Regions from separate parts of the Mus musculus genome. Here regions 2 and 3 are each linked to region 1. A link is a contact called in public Hi-C data. All regions are on one chromosome and are shown on one strand. The core of a region is the stretch at or near the end of the contact, and the rest is flanking DNA. Distances in the headings are between cores, read along the strand shown. Region 1 overlaps Rab6a (RAB6A, member RAS oncogene family). Region 2 holds the start of Dnajb13 (DnaJ heat shock protein family (Hsp40) member B13). Region 3 overlaps Mrpl48 (mitochondrial ribosomal protein L48).

Region 1 (4,681 bases), core at 1,509-4,008:
ATACAAAACTAAATTGCTAGTTAACTTATTTATATAGATCTAATAAAAAGCAAAAAACACCTTGAAAGACCCAACATTTAAAAAATGCTAAAAAATAAGGCATAAATCTGCATTATAGTGACTTTTATTTCCATTCTCTCCTTTCCCTCTTAATGCATACTTCCTCTGACCTGCCTCTAGGGACTTCCAAGGATATTATTTCCATATTCAAATTTGAACCCATGTCCAGAGCAGAAGGGTATTTGCTATTCTGTGAGGGTACTTTAGTTGTTAAACTTTAGATATTATTTCTACTAGATATAGCAGTTTTCTTCATGTTAAATTTATATTCTGATGGTTCTTAAAGGAAACTCATGTTTACAATGCCTTGTCTACCTAGCATTTTTTGGAAAAGAAACCCAAGTGAAATCTAATGCTTTAAAAGGTGTTACTTTTTTTTTTTTTTTTTTAAAAGACAGTATTTTGATAATTAAAACATTTTGGGATAACTGCTATAATTTCACCATGACGAAACAAGTATTAAAAAATGGTTCAGAAGTACTTGGCTACTTTTCCCTCCCAGAGTCTAGTAAAGCTCATGTGAAGGGACACCTGTTCTGATCAGAAAGACATCTTATATTCATTCCTTTACCTGTAAGCACTCAGTAAACTCGTGGACTCATTTTGAAGACATACCAGAACCCTTTCCAGCACTGCCCATCATGAGAGCAACAGCTGAGTTCTGCCCTCAAAGAAGGTCTAAGTAATTTATATCAGTGCTCAAGAATAATTTTGGACATTGTGGCTCATAGCCTGGAGCTGTCTGTAAAACTATGGATAATTTCAAAGGGCTGGGTTAGACTGCGGTTTGCCATGTCTTGTTTGTTTGAGAAAGGGAAGAACAGGGAAGGCGAAAAGGAAGAGGCAAGAAAGGCTGATAGACAGCAAGAAGGCAGGCAACGCTGCTATGAACACGCTGCTCTTTAACAAGCCACACACATACTGCTGAGATTTTCATCATTTTAAGTACATTATCATAACATTAAAAAGGGAAAAAAATGTTAAGAAAATGTATCTAATCCTCAAAGTTATCACGAGTATGCTGGAATTGTTTGGCTTTTAAAAAATATAAATAATAAAGACACTGACTTTTTTGTGCTTGTGAAGCTAATAGATCACCTCCACGAAACAGGCAGCAATGATGAATTGCAATACGTTATTACTGAAGGGAAAAGGTTCAAGCCAATATTCACACTGCAGTCAATGAAAGAGTATGGGGCCAAAGCAGTGAGCTTCTGCAGGAGGGTTGAAAGATGCCAGGGGGATTAGCAGGAACAGCCGCCTTCATTGACTGGTTGCTCCTGAGGCTTTTCCAGTTTTATGTCAATCACTGAAACAAAAGTTAAGGAGTTGTATACAAAAGTACAAGTCTAACTGTTGAATTCTGACATCTCTGACAAGCCCCTTATACTTGATTTCAGAACCTATTCAGTCATATATTCTCTCTCTCTTTGTTTTCCAAGACAAAGTTTCTGTGTAATAGCCTTGGCTGTCCTGGAGCTCACACTGCAGACCAGGTTGGCCTCAGCTCAGAGATCCACCTTCAGAGTATACACTGAAGCTGTACAGATGGTTGTGAGCCTTCAACTGCTTGTTGGTAATTGAATTTAGGACTTCTGCTCACTCCGTAAACCCTACTCACTCTGGTCACTCCACTCGGTAAGTCCCTGCTTGCTCCCACCCAAAGATTTATTTATTATTATAAATAAGTGCATTGTAGCTATCTTCAGATACACCAGAAGAGAGTGTCAGATCTCATAACCAGTGGTTTTGAGACACCATGTGGTTGCTAGGATTTGAACTCAGGACCTTTGGAAGAGCAGTCAGTGCTCTTACTCGCTGAGCTATCTCACCAGCCTGAAGAGGACATTTCTTTTTTGTTTTTTAAATAGCTGATTAATTTATTATTTTTAAAAAAATTTTTACTAGGTATTTTCCTCATTTACATTTCCAATGCTATCCCAAAAGTCCCCCATACCCTCCCCCCCCTACCCTACTCACCCACTCCCACTTTTTGGCCCTGGAGTTCCCCTGTACTGGGGCATATAAAGTTTGCATGACCAATGAGCCTCTCTTTCCACTGATGGCCAGGCCATCTTCTGATACATATGCAGCTAGAGACACGAGCTCTGGGGGTACTGTTTAGTTCATATTGTTGTTCCACCTATAGGGTTGCAGATCCCTTTAGCTCCTTGGATACTTTCTCTAGCTCCTCCATTGGGGGTAAAGATGACATTTCTTAAAGAATTATATATAGTAAGTATCTGACCATATCCTACAAAATAACTCAAATAAGGGGAAATTTTAATTTTAAATGTTACTCTAACTCAGTAGAACTTACTGTTATTAAAAGTAATAAATACTTAGAAATAAAAATCATTGACTACAGTGTCATGAAGTCTTCAGCTTAATAAATGTCTTTATAAGAGAAAACAGTAGAAGGTAAATACAATGAAAACCACCAATCAAAACTCTTAGAAATCATTAAATGTGTTTCATTACATCCTTTTTCTAAACTAAGAAGCTATGATACAGTTCCATTCTGAGTTATTTCTTGTGCCAAGTTTGGGAAAATCTGGGATACAAAAATGCAACTTCAGGAGACAGGGGATTTTAAGTTTTTTGCTTATTAAACAGCAAGTGAGGAAGCTAGGAGATAATGTTTCAGCAGCTAAGGGGGCTTGGTGAGCTTCAGAGGATCTGAGTTCAGTTCCAAGCACTCACACTAGGTGGCTCACAACTATCTGAAACTCCAGCTCCAGAGGATCTTATGACCGACCTCTTCTGGCTTTTGTGGGCATGCATGTACACAATCTTTGGGGGGGGGGGTGGTAAGGGAGAGCAGGAGACTTAAAGCTGAGCCTAGTTGGCAGTGTGCTTTGCAGGCAAGACACCCTGGGTAAACCCTGGGCAAAACTCCCAATACCACATTAAGAATATTTTTTTTTTGGTACATGTAATCTTTGTACTCTGACAGTGAAGGGTCAGATGTTTGGGACCAGGCTGAAATCAAGACTGTTTCAAGACAAAAACCAAATTAGACAAAACAAACTCTACCCTATCACATCCTCACAGAAAGGGAAAGGAGCAGGTGAACAAACAACAAAATCTGAGTAAGAAGCCAGGTCCATCTGGATAACTAGGCCTAATTTGCTACAGAACTCCTGAGTTTATGTGCACCCAAGACACCAATCTCTACATTCAAGGTAATAGTCTACTATGACAGTTAATTTTGGTTGGCAACTTGACTAAACTCATAACATCAGGAGATAAGCTTCTGAGTGCTTCCAAGGAGATCTAAGGTGGGAAGACCCACACTGGATATGGGTGACATCATTTCATGGGCTGGGGTCCTGGACTAAATAAGAAGAAAAAGAGCAGAATACCAGCATTCATGTTTTCTTCCTGACTGCAGAAGCACCATGACCAGCTGCCTCAAGATCGTAGATCGTGAGAGAGTTACTCTGCTTTGCATCTTCCCCACCATGGTGGGTGGGCCATGCCCTTAAACAGTGGGGCAAAACAAACCCTTCCACTCTCAGCTCCTTTTGTCTGGTGTTCTGTCCCACAATAGGTAACTAATAAGCCACAAGTATGGCTCCAAAAAATAGTAGTGACAGTCAATGTTTGTTCTCAGTTTGTTTTTGCTTTTGTTGAGACAGGATCCTTCTACAAAGACCTGGCTGTCCTAGAATTCACTGTGCAGACCAAGCTCGCCTCAAATTCAAAGATTTGCCTGCTTCTGCTTTCCCAGTGTTGGGTTAAAAACATGTGCCACTATGCTTGGCAACAGAAAAATTGTCTTAAAAAGCAAAAAGGATACTGTCTTCTCTGCTTCTGTCCTGTGTGCTTTCCATTCCAGGTAAAGCTGCAGCAACACGCCGGAAAAGCTGTGAGAAGAGAGGTATTAAGCTGACGACCATAGGATGGCAAATAGGTTATTCCTCACTTAGATGACAGAATCAAGAAAGCAAGTTAAGACCTTAAAATAATTGATAGTAAGGTTTTGTTACTGTCATCTTACAGCTAGTATATTGTGATAAAAAGTCAATTTAAAAGTAGAATTATAAATATATATACATCCAACATTAGCACACCAAAAAATAAAATGTTTAATAGATCTGAAACTATATATAGTAAAACAGGAATAGGGCAAGGAAAAACGTTGCTTTTCACATACACCAGACAGTAGATGCCAGGATGCACGAGAACTGTTTTGCTCCCAGACACTTTACCTATCTCAGTTTTTAACCCTCAACTCCAAATTGATGTAATATGCAGTACCTATCCTTACCTGCCCTCCACCAATCCTACCCCAATCTTACTAAAATCAAAGTCTACGCCATACTATCTGTGGCAACTGTATTATGAATTGGATAGTGTAAATTCTACACGGTGGTGTAATCAAACAGCTGTAGTTGCTCTTTAAGTCAATATCCTACTCAGGGAATAACAGAGCTTACACCAGGCACCCTGACCTCATGGACGATACTAATTCCAGCACATCTAAGACCCACAAAATAAGGACTCCCTTTTCTTCTAAGACCCACAGAATAATGACTCCCTTTTCTTCCCTACTTTTATTAATGTGGATTTTCCTGTGAGTCATTTTGGTTAAAGGTTTGTCTTATCTTTTCAAAAC
Region 2 (4,681 bases), core at 1,190-3,689, 120 kb after region 1:
ACTAGACTCTGAAAAGCTGGGCATGGTGACATGTATTTGTAACCTCAGAGCTGAGGTAATGGAGACGTGTAGACAGATGGTTCTGTGGAACTGCATGGCCAGCCAGACTTGCCAAATTGGTGAGCTTCAGATTCATTGAGAACCTTGTTTCAAAAATAAAGTGTGCATGTGAAAGATGTTTTAGTGGTTAGTTGCACTCGTTAATTCCAGAGGACCTAGGTTCAATTCCCAGCACCCATATGGCAGCTTGCAACCATCTGAAACTCCAGTTCCGGAGGGTTCAACACTCTCTTCTGGCCTCCAAAAGCACCAGGCATGCACATGATGCACATACACACATGCAAGCGAAACATTCATTATACATGCAAAATAAAACAAATAGGACCAGGTGGTGACCACACACACCTTTAGTCCTAGCACTTGGAAGGCAGAGGCCCATGAATCTCTATAAGTTTGAGGCCAGCCTGGTCTACAGAGCAAGTTCCAAGACAGCCAGGACTACACAGAGAAACCCTGTCTTGAAAAATTAATTAAAAAACAAAGTGGGCAACTGAGGAAGGCATCCAATGTCAATCTCTGCCCTCTAGTATGCACACACATGCACTCACATCTGCACACACATGGAAAGGAAGAGAGAGGGAGAGAGAGAGAGAGGAAGAGGAAGAGGGAGGGAGGGAGAGGGAGGACATTGATATTATTCATATTTATGACAATTGTATCACTTTTTTTAGTTTTTTTTTAATTAAGATTTTATTTTCGGTATGCGTATGTGTGGATGTCTCTGGGTGGCTATGTGCTGGTGAGGACAGGTGAGCACAGAAGGCCGAAGAGGGTGTCTGATCCACTGGGGCTGGAGTTCCTGGCTGGTGTGAGCTGCCCAGTGTGGGTGCTGGGACAGAGCTCAGGGCTGCCTCTGTCCTGTGTAAGCATCTGCTCTTAACTGCTGTCTAGCAGTTAATGTAGCACACTAATGGCACACACTAACAGGGAAATTGGGTGGAGGGAAGATGAGAACATTTTAATTTCGTTTTTCTAAAAATATAAAACTATCCTTCAATTAAAAAAAACCAGAGCTGGACAGTGGTGGCGCACACCTTTATTCCCAGCACTTGGGAGGCAAAGGCAGGCAGATCTCTGAATTTGAGGCCAGCCTGGTCTACAGAGTGAGTTCTGGGACACCCAGAGAAATCCTGTCTTGAAAAACCAAAAACCTAAATAAATAATCAGCCAAATACATTTGTTTTTTAGAAAAAAAAGTACTTATTCAAGTATTTATAAAGTACATAGCCAAGGCTGGTCTTACACCATACTCAACTCGTTCTCAAAAAACAAAACAAAACAACAAACACTTTTAAGAGAGACAAGTTCTCACTATGTAGCTTTAGCTGTCCTGAAACCTGTGATAGTGAACAGTATGTTTAGAGGATAAATTTACTGTGCTAGGCTTGTAGAAACAAAATTGTTTTTAACTTGTATAAGCCATAAGGAAGTTGCCCCTACCTGATGTGCCAGGTGAGCAGGCCTGAGATGGACCACTTCCTGGTACAGGTGGACTATTGTTTAAAAATTGCTGATTGTTACGAAACATTTCACTGGCTCTGCTACTCATACAAGGTTTGGGTCACAAGATTAAACAGGCTAACTGCTGTTATGTGAAACGCCAGCTTGCTTGGATGGCTGAGGCACCTGTTGCATGGCTGCTACAAAACCAAACCTTGACCACACACAGACACGATATGAGTTCATTTGGCTCCCAAAATTATAACTTTGTGAACCTTTTCTTTATAATACTTTGTCTAAAAATAGCCAGAGTCTTACCTAGAGAACTCTCTCTAGTTTGGTCCTGAAGTTTTGTTTTTGTTTTGTGGTTTTTTTCTTTTTCTTTCTTTTCCTTTCCTTTTTCCTTTCCTTTCCTTTCCTTTCCTTTTTCCTTTCCTTTCCTTTCCTTTCCTTTCCTTTCCTTTCCTTTCCTTTCCTTTCCTTCTTTTTCCTTTTCCTTTTCCTTTTCCCTTTCCTTTCCTTTTCTCTTTTCTTTTCCTTTTTTCCTTTCCTTTCCTTTCCTCTTTTCTTTTCTTTATTATAAAAAGCCTCTAATTTATTAAAACCAAAACCGAGTCGGCGTATCTCTGGGCGACCCCAGACTCACAACAAACTCATTATGTACATTAGGCTAGCCTCCAGCCCACAACTACCTCTGCTGAGTGCTGGGATTAAAGATGTTGCACCACTACAACCGGCTTTGTTCTGAATATTTTAAATTAAAGGTGATTTCTGTACTAAAAAATAAGCAAAAAGGCGCTCGGGAACTCCAGTTTCTGAGCTGTGTGACCTTTTTCGGGATCACGGAACCAGTTATGAGCGCCCCAGGACCATTTGTTCAAGATGGAAAGACTACAATTCCCAGGGTGCCACTCGTGGTTGTCAGGAGCAACCACAGAACGCAAACTAACAGAGGCTGGAGTCTGAGGAAAAACAGACCCATTGGTACCAGCCATGGGGCTGGATTACTATGCTGTGCTTCAGGTCACCCGCAACTCAGAAGATGCCCAGATCAAGAAGGCGTAAGTGGGCGGGATCCTAGCCTGGCATGCGCAGAGGCAACCCCACCCTGATGCCAGTCAAACAGTTTCCCTGCATAGTTTAGAGTAGGAAAGGGGCACCTCTCTCCTCTTGTATGCCCTATCTGGCTTTGTGCTGGTTAGGACATAGACGAAATTCAGACACACCTAAGTGCATCAGTGGGCTTCCCACGTCCAATGCTCCTGCCTCTTAGCTCTTCTTGGGTCATGTCTGAATTTCTAGCTATGAAATGAAGACAAAGGACAATTTGGACCTTATCTTGAGTCTCATGAAGAACCACAGGTGTGTGAACCAGAAATGACCTGGACTAATGGATGTTACAGTTTTCATTTTGGCCATCATATGGGTTTTTGTCACTGACTGATCTCCATCTCTGAACACCTCTGTCACATCTCAGGGACTTTGTGACAGTTTAGATATGGATGAGATGGTACATGTCTGTAATCCCCAAATAGCGAGTCTGTGGTTAGCTTGAGCTACATAGCAAGGCCCTGTTCGTAAAAGGAAAGGTGTGTGTGTGTGTGTGTGTGTGTGTGTGTGTGTGTGTGTGTATGTGTTTAGGGGAACATCTAGGACAGGGATAAGGCTTTGTTTCTGAAATATTTGATCTTTTAAAGTTTTTCTTTGAAAGAAAGTTTTGGGCAAATATTTATGGAGCACTAATCTTTAGGGCTGGGTCCAGTGCAGGCCATTTGTTGTGGAATGTGTATTGTTATAAAAGGAGATGTACCCAGGCCGTACCCAGGCCACAGAAGCTTGTGTTGAGAGGCGAGGGCTTCTAAGGAGACTGTCCTGATAATTAAGCCAAAGGACAAGGCTTCCAGGAGGACTAAGACTCCACAGTGGGCTGGAGGGGAGACACTGAATTTGGAAATCAGTTGTGTCCCCAAAGGTATAAAGAAAGAGGGAAGCATCTGGGGCCCCTGGAGGTTTGGGGTACACTAGATGCTTGTATTGAACATATAGGTGCTGCTCTGAGAGCTTCCCATCACTGCTTTATTTAATCCTCACAGTGACCCTGAGAGGAAAAGCCACTGTCATCCCAGGGGCTTGTATGTGACAAATGGAATCAGAAATCAGAGACTGCCCCTTCCTCCCTGGGCCAGGTCTTGTGTGGACTGAAGGGGAGGGATGTGGGTGTCCAGTGGGGAGGGAGAAATCAGAAAAACTCTTTCAACAGTTGAGAACAATTCAGTGCAGTGTATGACGTCATCCTCTGCTCAGGGCTCTCACTGGCTAGTGGGTTTGAAAAGTTACCACAAGAGAAATCAGGTGGCCAATGGGACTCATCAATGGAAGGATTACCATGGCAAATAGATAAGGCTAGCCTAATTACCAGAAGACCAAGTGTGCTGGCTAGTTTTATGTCAACTTGACATAACCTATGTCCCCACCATACAGACCTGTGGTCAAGGTGCATTTTCTTAATTAGTTATTGGTGGGGGACGGCCCAGCCCATTGTGAGTGCTGCCATCCCTGGGCTGGTGGTTCTGGGTACTTTAAGAAAGCAAGTTGAGCAAGCCACAGAGGGTCATCCCGTAAGCAGCACCCCTCCATGGCCCCTACATCAGCTCCTGCCTCCAGGTTCCCTCCTTGAGTTCCTGCTCTGTCTTTCTTTGATGATGGGAGATTTGATTTGATTGCAGACATGTAAGATACAATAAACCCCTCAAGCTGCTTTTGGTCATGAGTATTTTAGTACAGCAATAGGAACCCCCAAGACAGCAAGTACAACATACTCAGGCAACTCAACCTTTCTGAGCCTCAGCTTCTCATCTCTTAAAAGAAAGAAAGGAGAGAGAGAGAGAGAGAGAGAGAGAGAGAGAGAGAGAGAGAGAGAGAGAATGTGGAGTAGGAGACAGCATACCCAGATAGTAAACTAGCTGCTGTGTCAGCAGAAGAGCCAAGCTCGGCCCCAGACCCCCATGAAGAAAGCTGTGGTTCACTTGTAACCTGGCTCTAGGGAGGTGGACAAAGATGGTGAATTCCTGGGGCTGCCTGGACAGTCAGCCTAGCCTACCTGGAGAGTTCCGGGTCACCGTGAGACTGTGTTAATAAATGAGGTGGATAGAGGAACAGGAGAGGTGGTCCTCTGTCACAA
Region 3 (4,681 bases), core at 674-3,173, 65 kb after region 1:
ATGTTTGGAATTCTGGGAACTTTTTAGGGGGTATATAAATGCTAGAACTGCAATAGGTGAGGTGGGTGGTTGTGTGGGTGTGTAAGGGGTGTGTAGGGGGTGTGTGGGGGGTTGTTTGCAGTTTGTTAGAAGTCATGCTCAAAAAAGAAACAAGAAGAAAGATATTAGATTCACAGATCTCCAGCTCTCTCCCCTCTATCCTTCTTCATCTCCTATCTAGTGATAGGAGAGTAAAACTGGTGGGGAAGATAAAGAGTGGGAAAAAGAAGAGCCACAAAGTTGCAAAGACCAGCTACAAGCAAAGAAGAAACAAAGAAATTAGATTTCAAGGATCTCTCCCCCTCCCCAATCCTTTCTCTCCTATCTAGTGATAAGGGGTGAAACCAGGGGGTAAGGGGAGGGAAAAAGAAGAGCTGACAAAGTAGCTAAGTCCAGCCACAGGGGTGCTTGGCATTCTGAAGGGTGAGAGTCCTCACCTGACTGTTTTCTTGCAGGTGCTGGGTGTGTGGACCAATACTGTTTCTAAGCAAGGCTTTTCCCTCCTAAGGTAAGGATTTTAGTGACAAGCACAGCTAACAGTAAGTGCATAGCTGACATGATGATTTAGCTTTCTGTATGGCCGCTGTGTGTCTACAAAGGATCTCAGATTTTAGCTCCTGCCACATTGCTCTTTCACCATCCTCAGAAGAAGGCAATTCTGTTCATCCTTTTGCTCAGAACCTTGCAGTTACCCTTGATACTGTTATGTTTCTTGTTCCACAGTTACCAACAGACTGTTGGCTCCACTGTTACATATACAGAGCCACAGCATTTCGTACTTCTTGCCTTCTGTTTTGCTAAGCCCTGGGGAATCTGCTCCTCATCTTCTTTCCATGTTTTCTTTTTCTTCCTTCATACTGAAAGTGGAGTGATTCTTTCAAAATGTATTCAATTACACTGTTACTCTGCTCAGATTTCTCAAATGGTAAGCTACTATATTAACTACAGTCTTAGTGTTATTATCAGATATAGTTGGCTTACAGTTTGAGTGTGCAGGCTGTCATGGTGGAGAAGGTATGGCCTCAGGAACAGGAGTCATACTGTAAGCACAGTCAGAGTGCAGAGAGCTGAAAGCTGGTCCTAGCCTTGCTTGGCCTTGTTTCTTTTTATTCAACCTGGGGAAGTGCCACCCACATTCAAGGTCAGTCTTTCCTGGTCATTAAACTTCTTTGGGAACACCTTGATAGAGTATCAGAGGAGTATCCCAAGTAGTTCTAAATTCAGAGAAGTTGGTAATGAAGACAATTGTACCATCTTACTCAAAATGAATTTTATAATCCATATCATGGCCTACAACACTTAATAACTGACATCTAAAGAGAGTGAAATCTGGGACTAGAGAGATGGCTCAGCAGTTAAGACTACTGGCTGCTCTTCCAGAATACCTGGGTTCAATTCTCAGTACCCACATGACAGCTCACACTGTCTATAACTCCAATTTCAAAGGAACTGACAGGCTCACACAGACAAACACAATGCACATTAAAAAAGGGGGGAGAGAGAGAGAGAGATCAATTGCTTTAAAATGATAGAGTATGTAATTTTAGAATTAGGTTTCAAACCTAAGTGGGTTTTTTTTTGTTTTGTTTTATTGATTCACATTTATTGAAGCCTTTCTCTTTATATTCTCTTTCCATTTCAATGTATTTCAGTCATTATCTATCTACTATTTGATAAACACCTGCAATGATACCAAGTCACTTTACATCTTAACTCTAACCTTCACAAAATATTATAGAACGACTACAAGTGCAATCATTTTACAGAACAGGAAACTGACTCAGATTAAGCTAGCATTTCAGTCCCATGAGATGACCTCTTATTGCCTGCATTTTAGAGATGAAATAACTGAGTTACAGTGACATCAAACATCTTGCCTAATGTCACAATTAGAAATGGTTCGGTCAGCATTCCATCACAGATTGGCTTTCCTATAGTCTGTACCACAGTTTAGTTTCAAAGCTTCTCAGAAGGCAGAAATTAGAATGCTCCAGTTCCCTAGTCAGCTGGGCTCGAGCCATCTGATCCCCCTCTCTCCTGCTTGTGTGCAGCCCAGCTCTGGCTGTCCTTGTCTTCCTCCCTCCTAGAGCCTATGCCAGTACTGCAGGCGCCGTGTCTGCCTCACAGTTCTGCTTCAGTCTCTCCTCTTCCCATTTCACCTCTTACTTACTGCTGAGTTTTTAAAACACAGGCTTGATCATTTCACTCCTGTGCTTAAAATCTTCCTTTGCCTGCACAGGTAAAAACAAACAGTACAGTTTATGGGAGTTTCATGATCTGGCTCTGAATCACCTTTCCAGTCTTAATTTTTCTCCCTGTCCCCTTATCTCCTGCTAAAGTTCTACTCACAGCCTCTTGCTCGCTGTTTTCCAAACACCTGTTCATACCTCTGCCGAGTTCCTGTAGTGCTAAGTGATTGAGATCAGGTCCCTTCCTCTCCTGTTGGCTCCTCTCCTTCTTTTCTTGGTTCTTGCAGTATTAGAGGCTCAAACCCAAAACTTTGGACATGCTAGGCAACCCTTCTGGCTACACCTCCCACTTATAGCCACATTTATTTGTTTGTCTATCTGTCTATCTGTCTATTTATAAACAGCCTTTGCCTCAAGTTTATTTGTAAAAACAGCACGGGGCACTGACCATCTGCAATAGTGTGTAGGTGTGTCAGAGCAGTCCATCTGTCTTCACATTGGCAGATAGAAGCCTCCCCCCCCCAGCCCCCTGGGGCCCTTAAAAGAGCCTGGACACCTTTGGGAGCCTGAACTGGAGCTGAAGCCTGGGCCTTAGCTGGAGGTGTGGCCCTTCAGCATCATGGGCTTAACCGCCAGGGCTTTAAGGGCCTCTGCACGTGTACTCATTGCCTCTGCATTGTCTTCCTGCATCTTCTTCGGGTCTTTCTTGCTGTGTACTTCTTGGCAAAGCACGTGTTCCTCAGGAATTGGGGGTTGCCCTCCTTAAGAGAACAATATCTTTAAGACTGGGTTTCTTGATGCCATTTCTGTGCCATTTTTGAGATTGGTTGTGATTGGTGTGGTTTTTAGACTAGGCCATGCCTGCACAGTAACCTTTGGCTCCCACAGCACCTGGAACTGGAAGAGAAAGAACTTTAAAAAAATTTACATGTGTGAATAGTTTGCCTGCATATATATATGTGTGTACCATGAGCATGCCTTTTGTCCAGGGAGGCCAGAGAAGGGAATTGGATTTCCTGCAACTGGAATTACAGACAGTTAGGAGCTGCTATATGGGTGCTAGTAACTGAACCTGAATCCTTTGTGAGAGCAACAAGTGTTCTTAACCTCTGAGGCATCTCTCCATCCCGTAGTTTTAGACTCAGTTTAAATAGTTTCCTTTCCCTACTTCTAGCTCCCTGCTTGAAGAGATCACATTTCCTTTGACTCTTGTACATGTTTCTGTTCTAGATCAGTGCTATCTCATGGCTATCATTTCTTTACAGTTACCATCCCATCCAGACCTCATAAGAGATACTGCACTTAGTTTGCCTCCTCAGGACCACTTTATCTGGTATGTAGTAGTAGGTGCTTAATAATGTTTGTGGAAGCAGAGAGTGAGGAAATATCTACTGTTACTATATCCTACTTTAGAACATAAAGGCTATAGTAATTTTGCAAATAAATGTATATATCTAATTATAGTCAACATACTTTCCTCTTTCTTTTTAGGTTCAGAAGTTTGGGAGAGAATCCCATTTTTTCTGCAGGTAAGTAGTTACTTTTTGGTATGGTCTACTTTCTCTAAATGACCCTCTAGCTCTCTATAATGATTTTGTCTAAAATGCTGACTCAGTCTTTTAGGAGGGTAGCAGAGGCCTGATCCTTCCTTACATAAGCTGGAGCTGTAGATAAGAACATGAAGTGGTTAGGACAAGAGCCGTGTAGTGAATTTGTATTTAAACTTTGTCATTGCCTTCTTTGGTGATTAATTACTTGCATATTATTTTGAGACAGAGTCTTACGTGCTAGGTTAGACTTAAAATCAGAGATCCTTCTGCCTCTGGTTACAGTGCTAGGATTAAAGGCATGCTCCAGGCTTATTCCATGACCTTTGACGACCTCTCTGAAGCTTAGTTTCCTCAATTAAAAAACAAGAATTACTGTAAATTGTAATGAGGTATTTGAAAATTCAATGAGATAAAACATTATAAGCAGTTGAAAAATAGCTAGCTTGTCTGGTTATTATAACACTACTGCCTCAAACCTGTTTTTCAAATTCACACTCTATTCAATCTCATTAACTCAATTGCTTTTAGTTAATGTTAACTCAGTTACTTGACAAGTTTTCATTTTCTATCATAACAAAATTCATAGCTGTTTGTTGGTGTCTCTACGACCTTCAGGGCTAGCAGAGTCATGATCCATGTGAGGCAAGGGAAGTTTGGCTAAACGGGACTCAGTAGATGGGGTTGTTTCACACTTCTAGGGTCTGACACTGGGCAGCTGCTTTTAGGTATATTTATTTACAGTACAATGGGGAGGAGGGATTCTGGTATAATAACAATCCTGTGTGCACAGGAGGCATTATTACATCAAAACTCTTCTCAAAGTCCATGTCACTACTGTGAAGATGGGTTCTAAAGATAGGGTATCTATGTTATCTTAAAGGCCTAGGGGAGGACCTGGTCAAA

The links. A called contact is a pair of places that touch in the nucleus more often than the background predicts.
Region 2: a contact with region 1 is called in a Hi-C map of bone marrow-derived macrophages, with 51 read pairs. The contact joins the promoter of Dnajb13 here to the enhancer-like site in region 1. A contact is called at or near these places in 23 of 39 promoter capture datasets (the C10 cell line, the HPC-7 cell line, HPC-7-derived erythroid cells and 14 more), 7 of 15 datasets of contacts at CTCF or cohesin (CD8 T cells, the G1E-ER4 cell line, embryonic stem cells and 4 more), 129 of 484 Hi-C or Micro-C datasets (the 63-12 cell line, the AML12 cell line, B cells and 82 more), 18 of 115 datasets of contacts at active chromatin or transcription factors (the HPC-7 cell line, astrocytes, bone marrow-derived dendritic cells and 14 more) and 5 of 9 other capture datasets (adipose tissue, embryonic stem cells, liver and 2 more).
Region 3: a contact with region 1 is called in a Hi-C map of bone marrow-derived macrophages, with 46 read pairs. The contact joins two enhancer-like sites. A contact is called at or near these places in 2 of 39 promoter capture datasets (cranial neural crest and stem cell-derived epiblast-like cells), 1 of 15 datasets of contacts at CTCF or cohesin (pro-B cells), 16 of 484 Hi-C or Micro-C datasets (the AML12 cell line, B cells, the C10 cell line and 11 more), 8 of 115 datasets of contacts at active chromatin or transcription factors (the 230-238 cell line, the HPC-7 cell line, bone marrow-derived dendritic cells and 4 more) and 3 of 9 other capture datasets (adipose tissue, liver and pancreatic islet).

What each region holds. Positions count from the first base shown.
Region 1 is chr7:100,635,943-100,640,623 of GRCm38.p6, reverse strand. Rab6a (RAB6A, member RAS oncogene family) reads right to left here. Exons shown (of 8, transcript NM_024287.4): 7 at 3,863-3,929; 8 at 1-1,369. The coding sequence ends at 1,305. Among named protein-coding and RNA genes, the nearest start is that of Plekhb1, 24 kb to the left of the region's middle. Within about 2 kb of position 2,758, at least 4 of the 459 cell types and tissues checked have an H3K27ac peak or open chromatin away from gene starts, as enhancers often do. A contact at or near this core is called in bone marrow-derived macrophages, neural progenitor cells and neural stem cells, where this site is marked.
Region 2 is chr7:100,512,573-100,517,253 of GRCm38.p6, reverse strand. Dnajb13 (DnaJ heat shock protein family (Hsp40) member B13) reads left to right here and starts at 2,439. Exons shown (of 8, transcript NM_153527.2): 1 at 2,439-2,561. The coding sequence starts at 2,494.
Region 3 is chr7:100,570,328-100,575,008 of GRCm38.p6, reverse strand. Mrpl48 (mitochondrial ribosomal protein L48) reads left to right here. Exons shown (of 8, transcript NM_198831.3): 2 at 495-547; 3 at 3,720-3,757. Among named protein-coding and RNA genes, the nearest start is that of Mrpl48, 10 kb to the left of the region's middle. Within about 2 kb of position 1,923, at least 14 of the 459 cell types and tissues checked have an H3K27ac peak or open chromatin away from gene starts, as enhancers often do. A contact at or near this core is called in bone marrow-derived macrophages, where this site is marked.